Regions from separate parts of the Hordeum vulgare genome. Here region 2 is linked to region 1. A link is a contact called in public Hi-C data. All regions are on one chromosome and are shown on one strand. Each heading gives the region's core, a stretch centred on a gene start, on an enhancer-like site or on the middle of the called end of the contact. The rest is flanking DNA. Distances are from core to core; before and after follow the strand shown. Region 1 holds the start of LOC123425387 (ninja-family protein 3). Region 2 holds the start of LOC123425388 (phosphatidylinositol glycan anchor biosynthesis class U protein-like).

Region 1 (6,282 bases), core at 2,991-5,490:
TGGATGAACGAATTACTGTCGAGCAATTGATAGAATCGCGCAAAGTCATGACGATATCTAAGGCAATGATCATACATATAGGCATCACGTCTGAGACAAGTAGACCGATACTTTCTGCATCTACTACTATTACTCCACACATCGACCGCTATCAAGCATGCATCTAGTGTATTATAAGTTCATAGCAAACAGAGTAACACCTTAAGCAAGATGACATGATGTAGAGGGATAAATTCATGCAATATGATATAAACCCCATCTTTTTAACCTTGATGGAAACAACACGATGCGTTGCGCCGCTACCCCTTGTGTCACTAGGTGAGGACACCGCACGATATGGACCCAAAACCAAGCACTTCTCCCATTGCAAGAATTATAGATCAAGTTGGCCAAACGAAACCCATAACTCGAAGAGAATTACAAGGATACGAAATCATGCATATAAGAAATCTGAGGAGACTCAAATAATATTCATAGATAATCTGATCATAAATCCACAATTCATCGGATCTCGACAAACACACCGCAAAAGAAAGTTACATCGGATAGATCTCCATGAAGATCATGGAGAACTTTGTATTGAATATCCAAGAGAGAGAGAAGAAGCCATCTAGCAACTAGCTATCGCCTCAAAGGTATGTTGTGAACTACTCACGCATCATCGGAGAGGCAATGGTGTTGATGAAGAAGCCCTCCGTGTCCGAATCCCCCTTCGGCACGGCACCAGAACGGTCCCAGATGGGATCTTGCGGAGACAGAAGCTTGCGGCGGCGGAAAATTATTTTCGTGGCTCTCTGTGTTGGTTTCGGGATTTTTGGGAATTTATAGGCGAAAGAGGTAGGGCAAAGGAGGCAAGGGGGGCCCACGAGCCGGCTAGGCGCCCCCTAGGGCGCGCCTAGGGGGCTCGTGACCTCCCATGAGACCTCCTGCCTTGGTTCTAAAGTCTTCTGCATATCTTCTGTTATGGAAAAAAAATCACCCCGCAAGTTTTATTCCGTTTGGACTCCATTTAATATTCGTTTCTGAAAAAGGTCAAAAACACAGAAAAAACAGAAACTGTCACTAGGCACTGACTTAATAGGTTAGTCCCAAAAATGATATAAAATGGCACATAAATGCATATAAGACATCCCAAGTTGATAATATAATATCATGGAACAATCAAAAATTATAGATACGTTGGAGACGTATCACATGGCGATGTGAGGACTAGATTATTGACTCTAGTGCAAGTGGGAGACTGTTGGAAATATGCCCTAGAGGCAATGATAAAATAGTTATTATTATATTTCCTGTTTCGAGATAATCGTTTATTATCCATGTTATAATTGTATTGAATGAAAACATAGATACATGTGTGGATACATAGACAAAACAATGTCCCTAGCAAGCCTCTAGTTGGCTAGCCAGTTGATCAAGGATAGTCAAGGTTTTCTGACTATATGCAAGTGTTGTCACTTGATAACTTGATCACATCATTAGGAGAATCATGTGATGGACTAGACCCAAACTATGAACGTAGCATGTGACCGTGTTATTTTGTTGATATTGTTTTCTGCGTGTCAAGTATTTATTCCTATGACCATGAAATCATATAACTCACTGGCACCGGAGAAATACCTTGTGTGTATCAGACGTCACAACGTAACTGGCTGACTATAAAGGTGCTCTACAGTTATCTCCGAAGGTGTACCTTGAGTTAGTATGGATCAAGACTGGGATTTGTCACTCCGTGTGACACAGAGGTATCTCGGGGCCCACTCGGTAATACAACATCACAAACAAGCCTTGCAAGCAATGTGACTAAGTGTAAGTCAAGGGATCTTGTATTACGGAACGAGTAAAGAGACTTGTCGGTAACGATATTGAAATAGGTATGCGGATACCGACGATCAAATCTCGGGGCAAGTAACATACCGAAGGACACAGGGAATGACATACGAGATTATATGAGTCCTTGACACTGCGGTTCAACCGATAAGATCTTTGGAGAATATGTAGGATCCAATATGGGCATCCAGGTCCCGCCATTGGATATTGACCGAGGAGTGTCTCGGGTCATGTCTACATAGTTCTCGACCCCGCAGGTCTGCACACTTAAGGTTCGATGATGTTTTAGTATAGTTGAGTTATATTTGTTGTTACTGAATGTTGTTAGGAGTCCCAGATGAGATCACGGATGTTACGAGGGTTTCCGGAATGGTCCAGGAACGAAGATTGATATATAGGATGGTTTCATTTGGTCACCGGAAAGTTTCGGGCATTTCCGGCACTGTACCGGGAGTGACGAATGGGTTCCGGGTGTTCACCGGGAGGGGCCCACCCACCCGGGAGTGAGCCCAATAGCCTTAGGGTGGCGCACCAGCCCTTAGTGGGCTTGTGGAGCCAGCCCAAGAGGGTTATGGCGCCACAAGTGAAAAACCAAAGGAAAGAAAGAAAAAAAGGAAAGAGGGAGGTGGGAAGGAAGAGGAGGACTCCTCCTTCCCAAACCGAATTGAAGGAGTAGTCCTCCTCCCCCTTTGGCCGGCGCATCCTTGGGGCCCTTGTGCCCCAAGACTAGCCCCTCCCCTCCTCCTATATATACTCGTGGTTTTAGGGTTTTTGAGATACAACTTTGCCACATGCAACTCAAACGTATTCCACATAGTTTTGCCTCTAGATCGGATTTCTGTGAAGCTCGGGCGGAGCCCTGCAGGAGTAGATCATCACCACCACCAGAGCGCCGTCACGCTGCCGGAGAACTCATCTACTTCTCCGTCTCTCTTGCTGGATCAAGAAGGCCGAGATCGTCATCGAGCTCTACGTGTGCTGAACGCGAAGATGAAAAAATGCAGCACTTGAATGTTTCTAGAATATGACGTGTGTTGCAACGAGGGTTCTGCAATACTGGTTTTGTTGCAATAATGAGGACAAGATTGGACTGTTGGCTGGACCAGATCTAACGACTGTTGAGGCGACAAATCTTTTCAGATTATTCGTTGACGGATGCATAGGGTCGTCTTTTTTGTTGTTGAAAAGAAATGTTTTTGTACGAGCTGATTTTATTTACCGTGTGATCTTTGATCATTTTTAAAAACTTTTAGTTTTCTACTCCTTTCATTCCTAAATATAAGTTCTTGTATTTTTTTCACTATAGGCTACATACTAAATAAGATAAATGAATCTATGCTCAAAATTTAATATATATCTGTATGTAGTTTATATTAAAATTTCTAAAAAAGATTTATATTTAAAAACCAAGGGAGTATTTTTGAGTAAAGTATATACGATTTGACGTTTAAGCTTTTCTAAGGCGTGGATGAATTACTTAAGGTATGTACAATGATGACATATAAATAGAGATGCCTCATGATAAAAAGTAATTTGAGACATTTATATTAATTTTTATTTTCCAATGCAAGCTATCATTAATGGGCCTCATGAAAGAATAGAAAATAATGACTAATACATATGCATCTTTATTTTCACTTTAACTTTTTCAGCTATTACATCGGATCATACTTTTTCTTTTCAAACATCCGCCTCCTGCAGAAAAAGCCGCTTCATTATCCAAACTTATTTTTTCTGACATCCGATCATACATGACATAGAAAGAATGAGACTATACATTAGAGCATGGTTAATAGTATAACCAACTGTTGGCTATAAGCCATCTTATAGCCTACTTTATAGCTAGTTTGTACAACAGTTAGCTACAAAAGAGTACTACTTTTATCATATATGGTCCACCTTTCATTCTCATAAAACACCTAGGAACACGTGCTAGAGCTGGCTCTTTACGAAGAGTCCGCTTCTCTTCTTTCTTCTCTTCTCTCTCATCCAATTTAGCAAAAATATAATATTTTAATTTTTACAGTCTGCTGACTGTACTTTATTATACATAACCTTACTGGAGTACTAGGCATCAATATTAACGAGGACGTGCAGCTACAATCATAGAAACAGTAGGACATAAAAAACTACTAGAAGTAGTCTGGAGTGGCACTGCACGGGGAGCCGTGCCCTGGACCAGAAGCCCGAAACGTGTCAGGCAGACGCCCCTACGCGGCCTCGACACGTCACACTTCCCCAACCGCGGTCCCAAGCCAACCGAGCCGAGCCGAGCCGCGCGCCGCCCTGTATCGGCCCGGCTTGTCGGGATCCAACACGTGTACCCGCTGTCCGACACGTGGCCGGCCTCCATGCGCTCGTAGTCCCATCCAACTAGCTCCCCCCTGTTCCCATTTCCAAACAATTCTGTTTAATGGAGTAGTCTAAGAACGAAGGAGATTAGAGCGACACGCACGCAGCGCAGGCCTCCTTCTCCTCTCCTCTCCTCTCCATTCCCATCCACCCCCACCCCCCACCCCCCTCCCCTCTCTCGCTCGAGGATCCCACGCGCCGCGCAGAGCGAGAGGGATCTAATTGACGTCGATTCTGCTGGCTCTGCTTTCCTGGCGCACGTCGATTGTTCGTTCTTGGCGGCTGTGATGTTCTTTCCTCTGGGTTTGGAGACCGAGAATTGCCCGGCGCGGGACGGATTTGCGGCAATGGCGAGGCGTTCCTGAGAACCTGGCCGTCCTTGGAGCGGAGCTTGGGGGACAGGAGGGGTTGGCGTCTGTTTCGCGGCGGGGAATTGCTTGCTCTCCGCCTCTCTGTGCCGGGCATGGCGTCGAGGGACTTCTTGGGCAGGTTCGGCGGCGAGAAGGGCGCGTCGTCGGACAAGGCGGGGGGCGGCGCCGGCGAGCCCGACGAGGTGGTCGAGCTCAGCCTCGGCCTGTCCCTGGGCGGCTGCTTCGGCGCCAACTCCGGCCGGGATGCCAAGAAGCCGCGGCTGGTGCGCTCCTCCTCCCTCGCCGCCATGTGCACGCTCCCGGGCGCCAGCGACGACCTCGCCGCCGCCACGCCCCCGCCGGCGCCGCTCATGCGCACCAGCTCGCTCCCCACCGAGACGGAGGAGGAGCGGTGGCGCCGCCGCGAGATGCAGAGCCTCAAGCGCCTCCAGGCCAAGCGCAAGCGCCTCGAGCGCCGCACCTCCATGAACTCCGGCAAGTCCGGCGGCAGCAGCAGCCGTGACGACGCCCAGGAGCCGCTCTACCCCAGCGCGTTCCAGCTCCGCCGCTCCGTCGTCGACCAGGGGAACACCTCCTCAAGCATGCCAGACCAAGGTATACACATGCTTTCACCAGCTTCCCTGCTACCCCTACAACTATCTGCTACTATAATCAGCTTGCAATCCCAACTGTTTTATTGCGTTTCCTTGCTCGAATTATTCAGTTGCCGAGCTCCCGGTGATCCACGCACGTCGGTGTCATGCCGAGCTTACCGTACTTCTTTCGGTGGCAGATGCATGGACAGAGGGGGATCTAACAAGTCGGGTGTTCTTTGCCATGGATCTTGCTTTGGTGCTGTGATGCACTCACATCGATTCGTTAGAATTAGAACGCTAGTTGAGCTGATGCTTCTTTTTTGCCAAATTGGCTGACAGCTGCTTCTGCCATACAATTGGGGAATTCTTTTCTGCACAATCTGATGATACTTCTACGTACGCATGGGATTTGTTGCCTTCTTTTCGGGCCATTTGTTTTGGGTGATTTCATTTCTGGGATTATTTGGAGCTCCTAGGGTCTGAAGGGATGCCTTCTACGGCATGTTTCTAATTTCCAAGCTTTTTAGTCACTACTAGGCTAGTTAAGTAGCGTCAGGGTATGTATGATTATTCAGACTAATCATTATCCGAGCAGCTAAATATATACGATTTGAATTGTCTACCTGAAAACTGGAAAGCACCGACGATTAGTAAACGGAAAAGAACACATCGGGATATGAATCTTTATTGACATGTTGGAATATGAAAATGTGACATCTCCTCCTCTGCGTTGGTGCAGGTAGCGGTGATGGCGCTGAGGCGAAGAGCACATCGAGCATGGAGATATCTTCTGATAATAATAACAATGCCAGCAACCAGAACAAATCCCTCCCGCCGCCCGCACCATCGCCTGCCGGGAAGCTGCCGAACGGCATCGTCAAGGAGCAACCGCCGTTGCGGACCCTCCGGTCGCTGACGATGCGCACGACGAGCACGGGCGACCTGCGGAAGAGCATGATGGAGGACATGCCGATGGTCTCGTCCAAGGTGGACGGCCCCAACGGCAAGAAGATCGACGGCTTCCTGTACAAGTACAGGAAAGGGGAGGAGGTGAGGATAGTGTGCGTCTGCCACGGCAACTTCCTGACGCCGGCCGAGTTCGTGAAGCACGCCGGCGGCGGCGACGTCACGAACCCGCTCAGGCACATCGTCGT
Region 2 (6,217 bases), core at 2,013-4,512, 410 kb before region 1:
AGGGCAAACCCCATGGGCTGACACAACTAAAGGCAAAAGTGTAATTTTCCCTTAATTTTGTTTTTTGCTCACCTTATATTTGCTCTCAAGTGAAAATATCGGGTACTTTTGTCTCTCACCGCACCCATTCAACCTTCACTCTTTGCTTCACAGCAGCTCCTCCCTCATGTATAGTTCCAGAAATTCATCTTTGATTTCAGCTCATGTAGTGATGGCCAACCCTGCCTTGCATGTTATGTAGTACCCCCAGTTCACACGTCAACTGTAAGACGATCGTGATTATGATTGTTCATTCACTACGATCTACTATTATTATGGTTTTATTGTATTTACTTGTGGTGATTCTAATTAGTGGTCCAATTGGGCGTTTGAGCTTGTCAAATGGTCTAAATAAATTGGATAATCCTATTGAATAACCTTGGATAATCCGTCAAAATACCGGATTATCCAGATACGTCGGATATTACCGATACTATATCCGTTATCATATCCATCGAATATGGAGTGGACCAAAATCCGTATCCACATCCATATCTGATGGATCGTGCAAGTACATACCATATTTCCAAAAAGGATGCGGGTGGGGATTCAATATGAAAATTACCGTTTACATCCCTACATATTAAACATGTTCAATAAGGGGTCGAGTTGTGTTGGGTCGTGCGACCCATTCAACAAGGCTTGTCTTTACATTTGTTTTGTATGAGATTAGGAGATGGGTTGGAGGAAAAGAAGCCCAACAAACAATGCACCTCACCACTACCTCCCATCTGAAGCTAGCCAAATGGGTTATGCCAAGTGAACCGATCCAGTATAATGCACGCACGACACCACACAAGCTAAATGAATTGTGTCCGGCACGCGACACGCCAGGGCCGTGCCTAGGCCTAGAGGGTGGGAACGCCAGCCGACACTTCATGACCTGTTTATTTATTTTTGATCTTTTTATATATATCTCCGCTAATAATAAAGCATGGAGCGCTTCTGTCGTCCGTCGTGCCACTTTTACAAAAAAGCCCCTGACGTTTCCTGAAATCAACCCGCAGTCCTGATTTAAGTCAGAGAACGAATCGTTTTTTACATTTTACACAAGCCCCCCTATAACTAATCCAAACTAACCCGCAGTCCAGGGGCCTCTTTCTCCCTTCTCCACCAACCCCCCCCCCCCCCCCGCCGAACCCCAGCTCGCCTGCTCCGTCAAGTGCCGCCACCACCACCGCCTCTCGGCGCCGCGCTCGAGCTCCTCCCCCGCGGCGCCCCGGCCTCCGCCAGCGAGCTGCGGGCGACCCGGTGTCGGACCCCGCCCTCCCTCTCCTTCGCGCGCCCCTCCGACCAAGGGGAGCCCCCCCGTGCCCCCTGCCTAAGCCCGTCGTCCGGGAGACGGGCCCGCACCGCCGTGGCGAGGCACGAGGAAGCCGGCCCCGCCGCTCCCGTGGCCGCGGCCGCCCTGCTCTTAGGGTGGAGCTTGGGGAGGTGGTCATGGCGTGGCATGGATGCGAGGAATTGTGAGGAGGTGGGGAATGTACATGTATGATCTGATCTGGTGCCAGAAAGAGCTAACTAGGACTTTGTGCAGATTGAAGGGGGTAGATTTGTTAGTTCATTCACTCTGATTTTGATGTTTGTGGTTAGAAATTTTGTAGGAATGAATATAGATTCTGTGTCTTTGTGCTGCTGGTTGTAGGCTCTTGAATCTAATGATAATAGCTTTGCCTCATACTCCTATATGTGTTGATCTTATGAAAATATGAACACAACCGTACACTAATACACTACTGCACCAAATTGGATCCTAAATTAACACAATGACATATATAAAAACTTGGTTGTTTGTACATTCAATCAAATTGATGTTTGTGATTAGACTGTTATTTTCAAGAAGATGCTGGATTGTTAGCTGAACCATGATTTGTGATGACAACTACTTGAGGATGTCGATGCTCCCTCTGTAATTGGTGGAGCCCGCGCGGTGCTCGGACGCCACGTCGCCGTTGGGGTCCTGGATTGACAGGAAGCTGCTGGTCGACCCCAAGATGCTCTTCGTCGGATCCAAGGTTGGGGAGGGCGCCCATGGGAAGGTCTACAAGGGGAAGTAAGTGGACGAACCTTTGTGGCATATAACCCGTGCATAGTGATTCATATGCTTCACCTCAAGGTCGGCAGTACTTGCATCAATTGTTCCAGATTTGAATTTATGTTCCTAAGCTTTAGTACTAGCAGTTGTCCAATCCAATGGGTGTTATTGCAAAAGGTTCTATAGTTATGTATCACGAAGTAGGGGGTAAGAGTTGGTATGATTTTAATTTATAAGTATCCAATTGCTTCGAGAGCCGCTTTAGGGTTCTCATTTTATCGACGGCAGTATTACCTCCCTAGGATTTGATTTATTTTGCGCTTCATTTAGCTATGCCACCTGTTGTACATATCTGTTATTCCTGCTATAGTCAAGGATTCTGACCTCTTTTTCTTAGGTTTGAGTCTTGTTCTAATACTTGCAAAGAGTTGATTCTCTTAAATTTATTTATGTTTCAATGTACAGCATGTGTGTATATTAATGAATAAAACCATTTTCTTCTGCTGCTAATCGTTGATGTTCTCACAAGTTGAGTTGCCAGCCTGACATTCTTGTCCCCCCAAGGAGAAACCTATGCTGTTTAATTACATTTATATTGTAGTTTTGTTTTGCCCATGTGGATACTCTTGATAGCTTATATTAGCAGCCGCCCCCCCACGGAGAAACCCAAGGAGAAACCTATGTTGGAATTTTGAAATAGAATGTTTAATAAATTATAAAATGTTCGTGGATTAAAAAATATTCGTGATTTTGCAGAAAATGTTTGAAATTTTGAAAACAAATATTCAAGAAATCAAACAATGTTCATGATTTTTTTAAAGTTCATGAAGTACTTTTTATAATGAAATTATGCAAAAAAATTGTCAATTCTAAAAATGATCATGAATGGAAAAATATTCTAAAAATTCAAAAAATAATGGTTTGTGACTTATAAAATAGTTTTTCATTCATAAAATGTTTGCTGATTTAAAAAATAATCATGCATTTCTTTGTCCCGTTGCAACGCACGGGCCCTTTTACTAGTGATCTAAAAACAGCGCATCAAACTAAAATTGTGCCGTGGCTGGGCCAGGAAGCAAGGCACGTGGGCTGGTACGACACAGCCCATTTAATAAATGTGTCTGTGTGGGCCATGTCGTTCCAGGCACGATTAGCACGGGCTTTGCTCCAACCGCTCAGGAAAAAAAAAAACACTGCTCCCGACTCCCGTCCCCGATTCTCCTCCCGATCTCGCAGGCCCGCCGTCGCCACCACCGGACCCCAGGAGGCAAGGAGCCGGCCCTGCCCACCCAGTGCCCCTCCCCGCCCCAACCTTCGGTCGCCCACCGCCGCACCGCAGCCTTGCCAGCCGGGGCTCGGCAGCCGCCCATTCCGCACTCGGCAGCAGTCCTGCCCTGCGGCCGGCGGTGTGCAGTTGCAGCGGCCAGCCGATTTGAGGTACCTTTTCTCCATTCCCCAAGTTTTGATTGGCCTCATTACGAATTTCGGGTTTAGATTCATGAATTATCAGGTGGATTATGACAGTGCTATCTGCCACGTACATTAACACATACACATAATTTCTTGTGTCCAATTATGTCGTCATGATTGATACTCCCGATACACATACACATAATTTTGCACATAATTTCTTGTGTCCAATTTTGCACATAGGTACAGAGTTAGTAGAATGTAAATTTTTGTTGTGTCCAATCAGGTGAATTATGATTTTACACAGAATTTGCTGTGTCCAATCAGGTGGATTATGATAGTTCTGTTGGTAAATTAAATTAGTATGTTAACATGTCATATTTGCAAATCCTAGATCTCCACTGATCAGCGGCGATGGCGATCCGACACTACTGGTCGATGGCTGTCGCGGCCGTTGGGTTCCGCCTCGTTCTGGTGCTCTTCGGCGGAGACCTCCACCTTGCCTCCCGCCCGGAGGTCTCCACCCCCCTCACGTCCCTCCGCCGCCGTAAGCACACCTCCTTGCTCTCAGTCCTTCCCTTCCAAACCCCAGCCATTTTGTGATGCTGACGTAATTGGACATCTTGTTTGCCTCTCTGTGTGTGGTGCAGTGGCAGAAGGATACTGGCTAAAGCAGGCGTCCATGTCACCCTATTCCGGTACGTTACGCAGCTCCCCTCTTTGCTCTCTTTGCTAACTTTTAGCACTTCACATTTGCATCTGAATGACCAAAATTTCGAGGCCATGATAGTGGGGTGGGAGGTGGTACTATTAGGTACTCCCTCCGTCCGGTGAAAAATGTGCATATAGAAATTTTAGGACAAATTGTGGAGTGGAGTAAAAAATGCATTGGAAAGGTGCAAACCATCATTCTTTCCTCTTTAATTACCCAAACCCCAATGAGCTAAGTGCATGTAGAAATTGAGGAGACCATATGTAGAATGTTATTGGTCTTGATTACCGTGTGATGAGAGAGAAACATTTTTTCTACTTTAAAGTGCATCGGGAAGATAGAAATACAACTTTTGTGGACAAATTTTAAAGCTAAATGTAAAATCTTCACCGGGGGAGGGAGTACTACAGTGCAATTTTAAAATACTTGATGGCGACACTGGTGACTTCCCGATTAAGATAGGGCTGCATCAGGGGTCACAAGGGATATACAAGGAGATATCCCATTGTGTATGCTCTTTGCGGACGATGTGGTGCTAGTCGATGATAGTCGGACGGGGGTCAACAAGAAGTTGAGTTATGGAGGCAAAACCTTGGAATCGAAAGGTTTTAGACTTAGTAGGACTAAAATCGAGTACATGAAGTGCGCTTTCAGTACTATAATGCACGAGGAGGAGGATGTTAGCCTTGATGGTCAGGTGGTGCCTCAGAAAGACACCTTCCTATATTTGGGATCAATGTCTGGGTATCTACTGAATACTGATAGGCACTATTTCATGTTAATTTTTCTGTAACAAACTACTGATAACTAATATGGCTCCTACTTATCAGAGGCCTAGATGCTTCTTGCAATTACGTGACAAAGCTTAGCAATTAGCCGTGATATTTTTGCTCTTTGTAGTGTTGATGTGTTAACAGTTTGAACTTTTAAGGGATGGTCCAGCCTGTTGAATGATCTGTTTTTCAGGTTCGATGTATCATGGTTCCCCTTTGCTTCTATCGGTTCTTGGTCCGCTAACCAGCAAAAGGTGTTTGGTCCTTTTTTTAATGCTTCTTTGATCATTTCTTTCATGTCGCCACTGTTGCTATGTCTCTTCATTTGATCAGATCACCATATGAAATATTAGTATTCTAACACTCCATGGTGTCACAGGTCAGGCGGACACCATTCTCATATATATTGCAGGTAAATAAGTTACTATGTATTGTTCATTTAAACCAGTATATGTTTGTCTAAGATTGATAACTTGTTCAAGTATACCTGATTTTCATAGAAGAAAATCAGTTTTCTTTAGGCTTTACTTTTTATGTTCTTTATCTTGCCCATTGTATTGTTCAAACCAAAAAAAATGTAACCATGAATATTTCCATGACTATTGCATTTTGCTGGCAGTCATGTAATATTACACTCATGAATGCACAACACAGTTTGGTTTTTGTGGCTGTAGATTTTATAGCTGCTATACTCATTCGATCAACTGGGCGTACACTCCAAATGGCACGTAACAGAAGCTTGAAGTCTCTTGACCTCACAAAATCAGTGGACAATTCTGGTGAGTCATACTAGTTAATGTTATACTCCCTCCGTTGCAAAATAAGTGTCCTGGTTTTAGTTCAAATTTGAACTAAAACATGAGATGTGCTTTATTGAATCTTGAGCTAAATTTGCCTTTTGTTTGGCACCAATTTCTATTTATTTTCCCGAGTACCAACGACCACAAAGGTTTTGAAATTTGTATACTTGTGACGTACAGCTCCAAAAGTGAAATCTTAGAGATGTTTTATTTGTCAAGTAGTTGTTGACATTCTAAGCTTTATATTTTCTTAAAGAAGGAAACCCACTTATGCGAATTTTCCTTTACAAGGAATAAAAAAGGTTATGGATTTTCCTTGTGGATTTTAATGTGTATAGTCCTCTGCTTGCCTGATAGTGCGAATTTGTTGTTGGTAAGAGAAAAGTATACAATCTTGTCTGGAAAGGTGTGAATGGAACATCACTCTCTTTGAGTCGGATGCTTTGTC

The links. A called contact is a pair of places that touch in the nucleus more often than the background predicts.
Region 2: a contact with region 1 is called in a Hi-C map of leaf, with 2.3 times the contacts expected there. The contact joins the promoter of LOC123425388 here to the promoter of LOC123425387 in region 1. A contact is called at or near these places in 3 of 6 Hi-C or Micro-C datasets (leaf and seedling) and 1 of 1 datasets of contacts at active chromatin or transcription factors (embryo).

Annotation. Positions count from the first base shown.
Region 1 is chr2H:108,219,697-108,225,978 of MorexV3_pseudomolecules_assembly, reverse strand. LOC123425387 (ninja-family protein 3) reads left to right here and starts at 4,240. Exons shown (of 2, transcript XM_045109081.1): 1 at 4,240-5,147; 2 at 5,868-6,282. The coding sequence starts at 4,646.
Region 2 is chr2H:108,628,920-108,635,136 of MorexV3_pseudomolecules_assembly, reverse strand. LOC123425388 (phosphatidylinositol glycan anchor biosynthesis class U protein-like) reads left to right here and starts at 3,262. Exons shown (of 15, transcript XM_045109083.1): 1 at 3,262-3,511; 2 at 3,879-4,031; 3 at 4,135-4,182; 4 at 5,163-5,223; 5 at 5,349-5,381; 6 at 5,624-5,748. The coding sequence starts at 3,899.